Linked DNA regions of Ovis canadensis: region 1 is linked to region 2. Evidence: chromatin contacts called from public Hi-C data. All regions are on one chromosome and are shown on one strand. The core of a region is the stretch at or near the end of the contact, and the rest is flanking DNA. Distances in the headings are between cores, read along the strand shown. Region 1 holds the start of PHLDB3 (pleckstrin homology like domain family B member 3). Region 2 has its middle 4.1 kb from the start of TRNAE-UUC.

Evidence for each region. A called contact is a pair of places that touch in the nucleus more often than the background predicts.
Region 1: a contact with region 2 is called in a Hi-C map of fibroblasts, with 4 times the contacts expected there. The contact joins the promoter of PHLDB3 here to the enhancer-like site in region 2. A contact is called at or near these places in 2 of 2 Hi-C or Micro-C datasets (fibroblasts and lung).

Annotation. Positions count from the first base shown.
Region 1 is chr14:64,779,443-64,786,275 of ARS-UI_OviCan_v2, forward strand. PHLDB3 (pleckstrin homology like domain family B member 3) reads right to left here and starts at 2,505. Exons shown (of 17, transcript XM_069549140.1): 1 at 2,420-2,505; 2 at 2,104-2,170; 3 at 1,974-2,011; 4 at 1,284-1,550; 5 at 445-627; 6 at 62-199. The coding sequence starts at 1,517. ETHE1 (ETHE1 persulfide dioxygenase) reads right to left here. Exons shown (of 7, transcript XM_069550957.1): 4 at 5,548-5,677; 5 at 4,277-4,366; 6 at 3,776-3,892; 7 at 3,369-3,570. The coding sequence ends at 3,518.
Region 2 is chr14:64,710,914-64,717,399 of ARS-UI_OviCan_v2, forward strand. No RefSeq gene overlaps it. Among named protein-coding and RNA genes, the nearest start is that of TRNAE-UUC, 4.1 kb to the left of the region's middle. Within about 2 kb of position 3,803, the one cell type or tissue checked has open chromatin away from gene starts, as enhancers often do. A contact at or near this core is called in fibroblasts, where this site is marked.

The sequences.
Region 1 (6,833 bases), core at 1,255-3,754, 67 kb after region 2:
CAGGAATGTCTGTCCAACAAGGAAGAGAACCGACGATGAAGGTCCGGCAGGGCAAACACACCTGTTCCCGCTGCTCCTGGCCGCCCTTCTCTGAGTCCACCTGCTGCCCTAGCAGCTCGCGAAGCTGCTCCTCCTCCCGCCGAGCGGCCACTCGCTCCCCAGCCAGCTCACCCCGCAGCAGGGCCACCTCCACCTCCATCTGCAGAGAGAAGGCAAGAGCTGGGACCCAGAGGCCTGGGACTGAGAGCAAGGAAGGGGTGGTGGCGCGCGGACGCCTGCTTGGGTCTGATCGAAGGAGCTGGGAATCCGAACTCCTGGATTCGAAGAGAGCATGGAGCAGGAGGCCTGAGACTCGGCTCCCATGGGTGTAAAGGACTGGGGTCCTGGCCTGACGGGGCTCCCCACGAGTTGGGGCCAGACTTCCCAAGGGGTCTGCAGCCTCACCTCGATCCTCAGTTCCTTCCTCTGACGCTGTAGCTCTTTCACTCGCTGCTCCATTAAAGCCACGCGAGTCAGGGCCTCCAGCTGCTGCGCGCGAAGCCGCCGCGCCGCCCCTCGCACCCCTTCTCCGGACAGAGCTGGTGCGGGGGGCTTGGCCGGGGTCTGCACTGGAGACGGAGCCTCCGCCTGAGGTTGAAGAGGGCTAGTCAGCTGGGGAGGACTCGCCCCCTGCCGTCACTAAATAGGTCTCTGGGGCGGGGGGTGGGGGTGGGAGTCTGAGTTAGCGACCCTCAGCCACCAAGCTCTTTTATCCGAGGCGGGGAGGGTGCAGGTCCGATGACTGCTCGGCCCCAGGAGGTGGCTCAGGGACTCGCAGTCCGGGGAGGGGGCACAACGCTGACTCAAGGATGCTGTTTCCCATTGTCTTGGCCTCACGTCTTCGAAGGTTCTGCATCTCTTTCTCTCTCCCCGGGTCTCTGAGCCTTTCCCCCTTTTCTCTGGGCTTCATCTGCCTGACTCAGTATGTCTTCTGTCTCTGAATCGCTATGTTTCTTTCTCCCTCGGAGTATCTCCCTGCCTCAAGGTTTCTCTGTCTCTCTTTCTGCTTCTCTGAGCATCACTGTTTCTGGGTTTCTGTCTGTGCCTATCCTCAACCCTCTGAGTCTCTTGTCCCTGCTCTCGCAGTGTCCCTTGACCCCTTTGGATCTTTGTCTCCCAGTGTCCCCGTCTCTCGGTCTCTATCTGGTCTCCCTATACCTGGCTCTCTGTGTCTCTGTCGCCCGCTTGGGTCTGCTCCTCTGGGTCCCCCCCACCCAGTGACTCTCGCCCCCCGGGTCCCTCACCGCATCGTGGCTGCTTTCGGTGCTGCTGCCTTCTCCCACTTCTTCCTCTTCCTTCGCCTGCTGCTCAGCTCCTTGGCCGCTCGGAAGCTCTGCCGGGGCCTCGGGCGCCTCCCGCTCGCGGGAGTCTTTGGGGTGCCCCCGGGGCTTGGAGGCCCCTTGAGATCGGACCTCTGTGTCGCACTCCGGGACCGCCGCCGGCGGGGTCTCCAGGTCCGGGCTGCTCCGCGTCCCCATGGCCGCTGAGAATTCCCGTCGGGTGGGCGGGGCCTGGGGTTACGGAGGAGTTGGGGGCGTGGCCCAGGGGGCCGGCGCTTCCCGCCCGAAAGCTCCGGAGAGCGCTCCAGAGGCGGGGCCTGAGAGTTCAAAGGATGGGACTGAGCATTCCAGAGGCGGGGCCTGGAGCTTCTAGGGGCGGGGTTCGTGGCTCCTGGGGCGTCACGCCCCAAGAGGCGGGACCGGAATTTGAGTCCGGGTCGTAGTACGCCCCCTACCGGCGCCTCCCTGCTATCCAGGTGTCGAGCCTTGTACTTTGCCACCCGCCCCCAACTATCCCCTTGGACCACTTTAGAGCGACCCCATCACCATCTGCTTCGCGGACTCAGGAGCTGGGTTCCGCTCTGTCCTCTCTGGAGCCCCGTAGTCTCAGCTCTGACCCCGCTGTGTAAGGGAGCCGTGCCCCTGCAGCCTCACCCAGGGATCGGAGAGTCGGGTCTCCTGGTCTCCCTCTCCTGACAAACCAGGAGCCTTGAGTCCTCGGCTCCTCGAGAGCGAGATTCCAGAACTCCAGCCCCCGCGACCCCCACAGCCCCGGCCCCCTCACCGGCTCAGGCTTCGGCGCGCTCCGTTCTGCGCTCCGGCGCAGCAGTTTCTGCCCGCTGGACAGGTCGCTGGGGAAGAGGGAGGAGAGACAGGCTGCTCGGTCCCCCTCCCCAGCAGCCCGGAAGTGGAGTGGGGGACAACAGGTCCAACAGCTCTCGAGGGAGGAGGGAGCGACCAGCTTGCCCCGCCCGCAGCCGCGGCATCGAGCCATCCTGGCCCCACCGGCCCCACCCTAGGGAAACCCAGCATGACGACCCCCCCGGCTCTGCCTCCAGCGCCCCCAGTCCTGCCCCCGGGGGGCCAGGCGCCTTGGTCACCTGTGTAAAAGCGCCTCCCTAATGCCCAGACTCTGAGAATCCTGAGAGGAAGAGGGGAATGGAGGTAGGGGCCTCTCCCCTCTAATGAGCACTTTAGAAGGGCCCCAACCGGTTTGGGGAGCTGGACAAGAGGAGGGGGTGCCCTGAGCTGAGTCAGAGGCCCGCCCAGAGACAGCGGGAAGTGTGGCCCCCCCACCTTGCTATGGGTGGAGGGCAGAGGTTAAAGGTCTCAGCCAGACCCTTTCCTCTCTGAGCAAAAACAGGAAAATAACTGCTATGTGAGAAAGGATTTTTGGATGTCAGGAGCTGCCTATATAAAGTATAAACATTTTATACACATTAAATTATTTGATCTTTACAGCAGCTTACAGAGAAATTACTATCTCCATTTTATAGTCAGGAAACTGAGGCTGAGGGGGGCAAGCATACCCAGAGTCTACACATGTTGTTAATGTGAGCAACATATCTGTTCTCTGGAAAATCCATAGTCTTTACCATTAGGCTTATTGTCATTCAAGCCAGGAAGTCCCTGAGAGATCATTCGAAAAGATAGTAACAATAATAGCTAACACTGATAGGAAATCTGCAGTGTAGGCAGTGTGCCAAGCACTTCATGTATATGAACTCATTGGATCATCACAATACCCCATTATTATTTCTATTATTCCCATTTTACAGATGAAGAAACTGAGGCTGGGAGAATTGAAGCACTTTATTCTGGGTCTCACAGGGCAAGTGGTTTAAATTCAAGACTGTTCTAATCCAAGGAGCTGAGAAACCCTGCCCCACATATTTGTTTGCTTCTCTCTTATGAGTTACAAAAATCTCCTCCTTCCAGGCTCCCAGGACCTTTATCCTGCCTTGCTCCCTGACCTCTCCAGGGACCAGAACTAACCGCAGATACCTCAGCCCAGAAACTCACTGGTTCCCCCAGAAAACAGAAGTCAGATTCAGAGAAAAAAGATTTTTATTTAAGAAGCTTGAGGGGGCTAGTAAGGGAGGGGAAGAGGAGAGAGGCCCCAGTGATGGCACGGCTCCCCTCACCCCACCTAGTGCATTCTTAACGGATGTAAGCTGTGGCCTGAGAGGCAGGGTCGGTCAGGAAGGGGGTGTCTGGATCCCACAGCGCATGTTAGCTGGAACAGCAAAGTCTGAAACGAAGAAGCTAAGAGTGAAACAAAGGGGCCCAAGCAGACCATCTGTCTTCCCCTCTGCCCCACTGGGGACCCAGACATCCCAATAGTTCTTCTTCTTTGAGAAAAGTCCAGACCCTCAGCACCTCCTCCCTCAGACCCAGGTGTCCAGACCCCCAGCTCCTTCCCTCAGATCCAGGAGTCCAGATCCTCAGCCACTCACCTATCTGCTGAGGTTTAGGCAGGTTCAGTTTGTTCATGACCTTGACAAACTCCTCACAGCTGAGGGTGAGCCGAGGGTTCAGCGTCCGTTCCTCCTCCACAGTGGACACTGTAAGCCCTAATGGCCAAGGGAGTGGGGAGGAATGTCAAATTGTCCAGTGCTTCTGGCCTCCCAGAACTACATTTCCCAGGAGGCCTCAGGGTACATTTCTGGCCCAGGACTAACAGATTGCTTTCCCCCTAACCAATAGGCACTATGGGAAATGTAGTTTCCCAGTTCCTTAAGGTCTATAAGGAAGTCCCAGGAAAGCCTATGCCTTCCGGAATTCCAGGCATTATATTTTCTACATCTACCCTCTGTATACCTCAGCACTTGATCTTTTTGGCCAGAGGAATTCCTGGGACTTGTAGTCCAAGAGCCACACGAGGATGACAGCAGTTCAGTGCTCCCTCTCAAAAGCTAAATTATGTAAATCCCACAACTCCTCCAGGAAGCCCTCACCGTGGTAATCATGAGCAGGGTAGATCAGACAGTTTCCTGGAAGAGTGAAGATCTTTTCATGAACTGAGTGGTACAAGGTCTTAGCACAGCCTGGGGAAGGAAAAGTTCAGAGGTCAGTGGAACAACAGGTTGAGAGAAGCTCCCAAACTGCTTCCCTTCAGGAAAAAGACAGGAGGATAAAAATCACTGTAGCTAAACCTTCTCCCTCATTTTCTGCCAGTAGCCCTTTGGGTAGAGAAGGAGAGGGAAGGGAATTCTAGGTAAGTGGAACAGCACATGCAAAGACTTGGGGAATGGTAAGAATTCAGCAGGACTGTAAAGAAGGTTGGGATAGGACCCTGAAGCACCAAGTCCCCTCGCTCTGGGGGTGCTAAGGAAGGATTCTGGGCAGGGAAAGTGGACTAGAAGGTAAGAAATTGAAGACATGAGGCAAAGGAGGATAGAGCCATAGTTTTGGCAAGAAGCTCTGAGTCCTAAATTGGGACAGGAGCAAACCTCTCAGAATGTTCTGCCATCTTTTCTTTCATCTTTTCTTTGATCTCATGACTGTGTTGGATGAATAAATGGAAGATTAGGAGCTTCAGAGAGAAAAAGACAGAGACCAAGATGGAAAGATAAGCAAAGAGGAAGCAAGAAGCAGCCTGGGGACATGGCTACCCACAGCCAGCTCACTAAGGCTGTCTCTTTTCTCTCATTCAGCCTCACCCTGCAAGGTGGCTGAATCCTCCCAATCTAGTGTCCACCCCATTCACACACATACTCAAAGGGCAGCTGGACCCTGACACCGTGAAACTAAACACCCTTCCCACAGTGAAACTTCTTAACGTAATTGCCCCCAGCAGCTAAACCCCAAATGTAACATCATGCATGCTCAGTCACTCAGTGGTGTCCAACTCTTTGCAACCCCAAGGACTGTAGCCTGTTAAGTTCCTCTGCCTATGGGATTTTTCAGGCAAGAATATTGGAGTGGATTGCAATTTCCTCCTCCAGGGGATCTTCCCGACCCAGGGATCAAACCAGCATCTCCTGAGTCTCCTGCATTGGCAGGAAGATTCTTTACTGCTGAGCCTCCAGGGAAGCCCAAGGTAACATCACACCTTAGCAATTAAACCACTGGACCTAACCACCTCCTAGCAGCTAAACTCCTTGAGTCTAATCCTGATCCCCTAAAAATCTAACATTTCGTTCATTCATTCGTACAATGGACACTTAAAATCCTGGCATTCACATAACCACACTAAAATCTTGCGTCAGGGAAAAGGGCCTGTGACCTTGCTGGAAGTCTGTCCGCCCGCACCCTCGGATAAGCAGGGCGTCTCCAGTGAAGGCCATGCTGTGGTCATTCAAGACGAAGGTGACACAGCCAGGGGTGTGGCCAGGGCTGGCCCGAGTCTCCAAGGCCTGGCAGAGAAGGAAAGTACAAAGAGTCACCAATAAGCCTATGGTTTTACACTCGTGGTAAAACTGGCCTCAGATGCTCCCACCCCATCCCAGGGTCACATTTAGATAATGTGTACTTTTTTTATTAAAAAAAAAAAATGTAAGTTAGATCCTAGACTCAGACATCACTCCAGAGTAAACCCCCAATGAATTACAAACTTAAAACAAGGAAATAAAATCATAAAACTAGAAAAACAACAAACATACAAAGAAATAATAGGTTGGCCAAGAAGTTCATTCATGAAGTTTTTAGCCAACCTGATATATGATCTCTGGTTAGAGAAGAACATTCATCTTAAAAGGCATAAATCATGAAGGGAAAGATCGGTGGTTGGAATTTTAATAAATTTGAGGTTTCAGAATGGCAACAACATCATAAACAAAATTTAAAGGAAATCAACACGCTGGCAAAATATTTTTGTAGCACATACATACCAGACGGTAGTCAGGATACTTTACATACAAAAGGATCTTGCATATCAGTAAGAAAAAGATAAGCACACTAATAAATATGAAATACCAAACAGACATTTAAAATTATGTCATTGAAATAAAATTTAATGGTGCTATACACAAATATTCAATGGCATGAAAAGATGTTTAATAACCAGTACGTGCAAAAAAAACAAGTTACAAAGCAACTTAAACAATGTCTATTTTAAAAAATGTATTAATTAGCTCAAAATATTTTTTCTTTAGATTCCTCCTATATTATCTTTTTGTTTTACAGTGAACATGCCACTTTGTAATCAAAAATAAAATACAAAATTCAGGATAAACTAAATAAACACTAAAAAAAACCACCAAAATTCTAGAAGGAAATATAAAAGAATAGATCTATATTTATAGATACATATTATATTAATGTTTATATAAAATTATGCATTATATCTATAATATAATATATATATATATATACATAAAATCTTGAGATAGAAATCCTGAGGCCACAAGGAAAAAACAGGGACCACATAGTTTAACTTCCTTATAGGAAAGGAAAATCAGAGTGACAAAACAAAAAAACTCAGAGACAATGTTAGCAGCATGTATAAGAAAGTGTTATAAAACCAGAATATCTGAACAGCTTCTAAACATCAAGAACCTCCAAAGAAAAATG
Region 2 (6,486 bases), core at 2,553-5,052:
TGTTATATTATATTAATATATAATATAAAATTATAAAATTATAAACATTAATATATTATTAATGTATTATATTAGTAATATTATTAATAATTAACAATTATTATTAACTAATAATATTGTATTAATAACAGTTTAAATATTATATAAATTATTATAATGTAAATATAATAATATATTATATGAATAATATATTATATTATATAATGAAAATTATATATTATATAATTATATATTAATTTATTGTATTTTATACATTTTATATTGTATGTTATATAATTATATTTTATATATAATATATATAATGTTATAGAGATATATATTTATATTATATATTATATATCTACATATTATATTGCATATTATATATTCATTTCTGTTACATATAATAATATTGCATATAATAAATATAATATATTATATTTTATATATTATATATTAATATTATTATATAATATTATATACAATGTAATATTGTATATTATATAATATAATTATATATAAAACAATTATATTAAAATATAACATATAATTATATACAAATAATTATATTAAATATATTATATAATTATATATTATATAATGTATTATACATATTTTATATATATTATATTTATATAATATGTAACCAGGCTTCCCTGGTGGCTCAGACAGTAAAGAATCTACCTTCAAGGTAGGAGACCCAGGTTCAATTCCTAGGTCGGGAAGATCCCATGGAGAAGGGAATGGCTACCAGTATTCCTGCCTGACTAATTCCATGGACAGAGGAGCCTGGCAGGCTACAGTTCATTTTATAAGTATATGCATATATCGAGCTGTACACTTCAGTTTTGTGCTCTAAGTTACACAATAATTAAAAATGTAAATTTTTAAAATTTTTAATGAATAGAATAAACAACTAATACGTTGGTGCATTCAAGGCATGAAATAGCAGAATGCAGGACTGGTCCAGTGGGGTGCACGCATGGAGAATTGGGGCCCAGGGGTTCAGATGCCCTGTCTCACCACAAGGTGGCTCTCTCCTCCCTCAAGACTCAAGTCTCCGGGAGGGAAAACCAACTGAAGATGACATTGCTCACTTAGAAATATTCCTCAAGGTGCAAGGTTGTGTGCTCCAGAAAGGAGAGCGTAGGCCTAGGGTAGAAATGCTGTGCATTGATGCTGGCCTCACTACAGAGGATTGTAGCCCTTTCAAAACAAGGGACTGAATCCCAGCTTTGTCACTCCCTAGCTGTGTGACCTTGGAAATATTCATTAACTTCTCTGTGCCCCAGTATCCTCATTTGTACAGTGGAATAATCATAATTTGTAGTGTGGTTGTTGTTGTCCGTTCATGCAAAATGACTTAGTCTTCATGAAGCTCTTAGAACATCACCTTGTACAGAAGAAGAGCTCTGGGACTTCCCTGATGGTCCAGTGGTTAGGACTCTGCCTTTCCACTGCAGGGGGCACAGGTTTGATCCCTGGTCAAAGAACTAAGATCCCATAAGCTGGGCAGCATGGCAAAAAAAAAGAAGAGCTCAAAGTCATTATCAGAATAATATTGAGATGAAATCTCAGTAATGAATAGGGGAAGACCTGGCCACCCACTTCTGCAGGGACCAATTGGGTATGGAGAGCCTTGCCAAGCAGGAGATGTCATTTTGGGTTCTGTGTTCTTTTGTCAGAGCCTGATGGCCCACTCACAGCCACCACAGCCAGTGCTGATTCAGATCTGTGACCCATAGAGGGTGACACGAATCTTTCTGTTGGTACCGAAACTGTGGCTCGGTGTGGGAGACAGAATGTGTACGCACGTGCTCAACTGCTTCAGTCGTGTCCGACTCTGTGTGACCCGGTGGACTGTAGCCCCCAGGCTCCTCTGTCCATGGGGTTCTCCAGGCAGAAATACTGGAGCGGGTTACCATTTCCTCCTCCATGGATCTTCCCGACTCAGGGATTGAGCCCGTGCCTCTTTTGTCTCCTGAATTAAGCAGGTGGATTCTTTACCACTAGTGCCACCTGGGAAGCCCGGGAGATAGAATAATGCCCCCCCTAGAATTTCCACATCCTAATCCCTAGGACCTGTGACTATGTGATGCTGTGTGGCAAAAGGGGATTTGCAGGTGTGCTTAACTCAAGCATCTTGAGATGGGAAGATTATCCTGACAACTATCAGGAAAGGTCCAGTGTAACTACTTGGGTCTTTATACAAGGGAGGCAAGAGGGTCAGAGTCAGAGAAGGAGATGTGTGGACAGAAGCGGAAGTCAGAGTTATGTGGCTGGGAGCCAAGGAATGCAGGCAGCCTCTGGAAACTGGAAAAGGCAAGGAGCAGATTCTTTCTTAGAGCCTCCTTTTTTTTTTCCTTTTAAAAAATATTTATGAATTTGGCTGCACCAGGTCTTGTGGGGTCTTTAGTTCCAGCATGCGAACGCTTAGTTGCATCATGCGGGATCTAGTTCCCTGAGCAGAGACAACCTGGGCCCCCTGCAATGGGAGCGTGAAGTCTTAGCCACTGGACCATGAGGGAAGTCTCTTTTGAAAGAAGATGGCTTTTGATTTTAGCCCAAGAAGACCTATGCAAGATTTCTGACCTCCAGAACTGTAAGATAATAAACTTGTGTTATTCTAAGCCATTAAGATTGTGGTCAGCTGTTATAGCAGCGATTGGAAACTAATACACTCAATGTAAGTAATGTCTGGGCAATTTGGTGGTGTTTGTAGCTGTACGTCTAAATTTTTTTTTTAAACAGGCAATACGATCCCCTGGTTCAAAATTCAGCAAGTGTATACAACTACTTGAGAAAACTGTTTCTCAGTATTCTGCTAAACATATATTATATATATATATATATATATATATCTCTTTTAACCCTGCACTTGCAGCCCTGCCTACATACTGAATAGGAGGGCATAGGTATGTCCACCAAAGGACTCAGACAAGAATGTTCCTGGCAGCAATATTTGCAGTTGTCAAAAATTGGACATATGGGACTCTCAGAACTCAACCTAGCTCAAGACTCTGTCTGGAAGCACTTTCTAATCGTTGGGCTGTCCCTGCACCTGGGCAGCCTTCCCGGGAGGTTGGTGGGCACAGGCTGAGGGTGCCAGGGTGTGGGCTGATAATGTCCTTCCAGCTCCAAGCTGGGTGCAGTGATAGGAGTGGGAAGAGCCTGGAACATCATCAGTATTACAAGAGCCCAACACTGAACCCAGATCCTTTGCCCTGGGCCAGAATAATATCTCTGCGTGGCTGGCACCTCCCCTGTACCTCCTACTGCTTTGAGATAAGGATCAAGAAATTTGAGCTCTGATTGGTTACACATAGGGAAAATAATTAATACTCCAAATGCATGATGCTGCTGTGTGCTAAGTTGCTTCAGTCCTGTCCGACTCTTTGCGACCCTCTGAACTGCAGCCTGCCAGGCTTCTCTGTCCATGGGATTCTCTAGGCCAGAATAGTGGTGTGGGTTGCCATGCCCTCCTCCAGGGGATCTTCCTGACCCAGAGATCAAACCAAGTCTCATGTCTCCTGCATTGACAGCCGGCTTCTTTACCACTAGGGCCACTTGGAAAAGCCAAATGAATGATACAGCTTCCAAATGTGAAAGAATGGGCTTGGGCTTGCCAGATTAGCTGTAAAAGGATTGCTGTTATTCCAGACTTGACTTTCTCAAAGCCTATGAGCCCTGAGAATAGGGAGGCTACTCCAGATCAAGAGTCAGGAAAAACCCACACCCGCAGTTCCTGTAAGAATGACAGCTGCAGAGACCAGCCCCTCCGTTCCGCATGCTGTGTTGCCAGAGAGATGGGAGCGTGCCTGCGTCCCGGTCAGGCCTCTGTGCCCAGACAGCTGTCTCCATTCTGAGGGTGACAGCCCAGTAAGCCTCGCTTAAAAAAAAAAAAAAATACCCAGGGAAGTTCTAGAATCATCTGGATCCAATCATTTTTACAAGCAGCAAAAGTTCTGGGAAACTTACTTGTGGAAACCACTCAATTTTCTTCGCTCGTCAAATGGAGGTAATCATAATCTGGCTATAGGGAACTGCTGGGATGATTAAGTGGCTTCCGCAGGGCACACAAGAAGGAATGCGGGTTTGCAGGGCTCAAAGCTTACACAAGAACTAGGAGGAAAGATTTCGAAATGACTCCAAAGATCTTAGGATGCATGAATCCCTCAACTGCACCTTTATTTACAAAGCAAGGCTTCATTGAGCTAAAGACAAAAATTCAGAAAAACATAGCCCATGTATAACTGAATGATAAATAGATCTAAATTAATATATTTAGATTAAAAACCTCAAATCAGATAATGCAGGGACCTCCCTGGTGGGCCAGTGGCTAAGACTCAGGTTCGATCCCTGGTCAGGGAACTAGATCCCACATGCTGCAACTAAGAATTCGAATGCCACGATAAAAGATTGCTCAGGCAGCCAAAGAAAAATAAGTAAATAAATAAATATTTTTAGAAAACAGATAATGCAATGATATGATCAAATAAGGCATTCACTCTTCAACAGCCAGCAAACGTGGATGTCTTCCAAGCTTCCCGCCAGCTCCCTCTAGACAGCCACACCCAAATGAGAAGTACAGACACAACAGCTTCTTCCCCCTGCCATTCTCTCTATTGTGTTCCCTAATGGCAACCCACTCCAGTACTCTTGCCTGGAAAATCTCATGGACTGAGAAGCCTGGTAGGCTACAGTCCACGGGGTCGCAAAGAGTCGAACACGACTGAGCAACTTCACTTTCACTTTCCCCACATAAACCCTGGGCCTGAGAGTTTTCTGCCAAGAGCCATGACCTGGGAGCTCTCTGGGGTCCTCTCAGAGACAAGCTCTGATGTCTCCTGCTGGGGAGCAGAGCCCAAGATCTCTGAGCTGATGATAATTTTGGCCCCCGATTCCTCACCCCTCCCTGTATTCACGCTCTTTACCATGTAACTTTGTAGTTACATGACTCTGGGTTGCCTGTGGGACCTGCTTTCACCAGCAGAATGAGTTGGAAGTGACAGAGCGCCAATCCCCAGCCTAAGTCTTAATTGAGGGGCCCCCACCCATTTCAACCTGTACTTTTGTTGCGATGAGACCAGGCTAGATCACCCAACAGCTGACACCCCACCACCACCCCCTACCCTGCCCCAGACTTGTGGGTAAGCACAGCTGAGCCCAGGAAAACCATTCAGCCAAGCTCAGCCTAAATTGCCCAGGCACCACAAACTTGTGAGCTAAATGAATGTTACTGAGGGTCAGGGCTGGTTTGTTACACAGCATTGCTACCGCAGAAGCTAAATGGTATGGGAAATCTGCAGGTCCAAACTAAGCTACAAGAAAAAGTGCCAAAGCCAGAGTACTTTCCCAAATGGGTCCTGACCTATTTACCAGGCCTCCTTGGCCAGGCTCCCTCCCTCACAGAGATGCACCCTTTTCCCAGAACAAGGGGGATTCTCTCAGGCCTTGACTACCTGTCCTTTAAAGCTCTGCTCTAACGTTACTTCCTTCAAGAAGACATCTTGGAACCCAGGCAGTGTCCACAGCTGAATATAGTTCAAGGTTGTCGCTGCATTAGCCAAATATTGAAACAGGAGTACTCTGCAGAGCCAGGGGCTAATGTTCAGGGGATTTCTCAGGAAAGAATACCAGGGTGTGTTCTGCCTTTCTCCAAGGCTCCTAGAAAGCAGGGACTCCTAAGAGGAGGTGCCGGGGTCAGGGCCAGCGTAGATGCTAACTCAGCTGACCGTGCTCCATCCAGCCACCAGAGGGCGTTCTCAAAACACCAACCTGACTTCTTGGCTTAAAATTCCCACAATGGCTCTGAGTTATTCTTGATTGCTATCGGTTCAAATCCTGGGTCCACCACTTGATTCATTCTGAAACTCTGGACTAGAGACTACCTCTCCAGATCTCTATTTCTCCATGGGGTCGTTCAGTTCAGTTCAGTTCAGTCGCTCAATCGTGTCCGACTCTTTGCAACCCCATGAACCGCAGCACGCCAGGCCTCCCTATCCATCACGGACTCTGGACTCTACCCAAACTCACGTCCGTTGAGTGGGTCATGCCATCCAAACATCTCATCCTCTGTCATCCCCTTCTCTTCCTGCCTTCAATCTTTCCCAGCATCAGGGTTTTTTCAAATGAGTCAGCTCTTCGAATCAGGTGGCCAAAGTATTGGAGTTTCAGCTTCAATATCAGTCCTTCCAATGAACACCCAGGACTGATCTTTAGGATGGACTGGTTGGATCTCCTTGCAGTCCAAGGGGCTGTCGAGAGTCTTCTCCAATACCGCAGTTCAAAAGCATCAATTCTTCGGCACTCAGCCTTTTTTATAGTCTGACTCTCACATCCATACATGACTACTGGAAAAACCATAGCCTTGACTAGACGGACCTTTGTTGACAAAGTAATGTCTCTGCTTTTTAATATGCTGTTTAGGTTGGTCATAACTTTCCTTCCAAGGAGTAGGCGTCTTTTAATTTCATGGCCGCAATTTACCATCTGCAGTGATTTTGG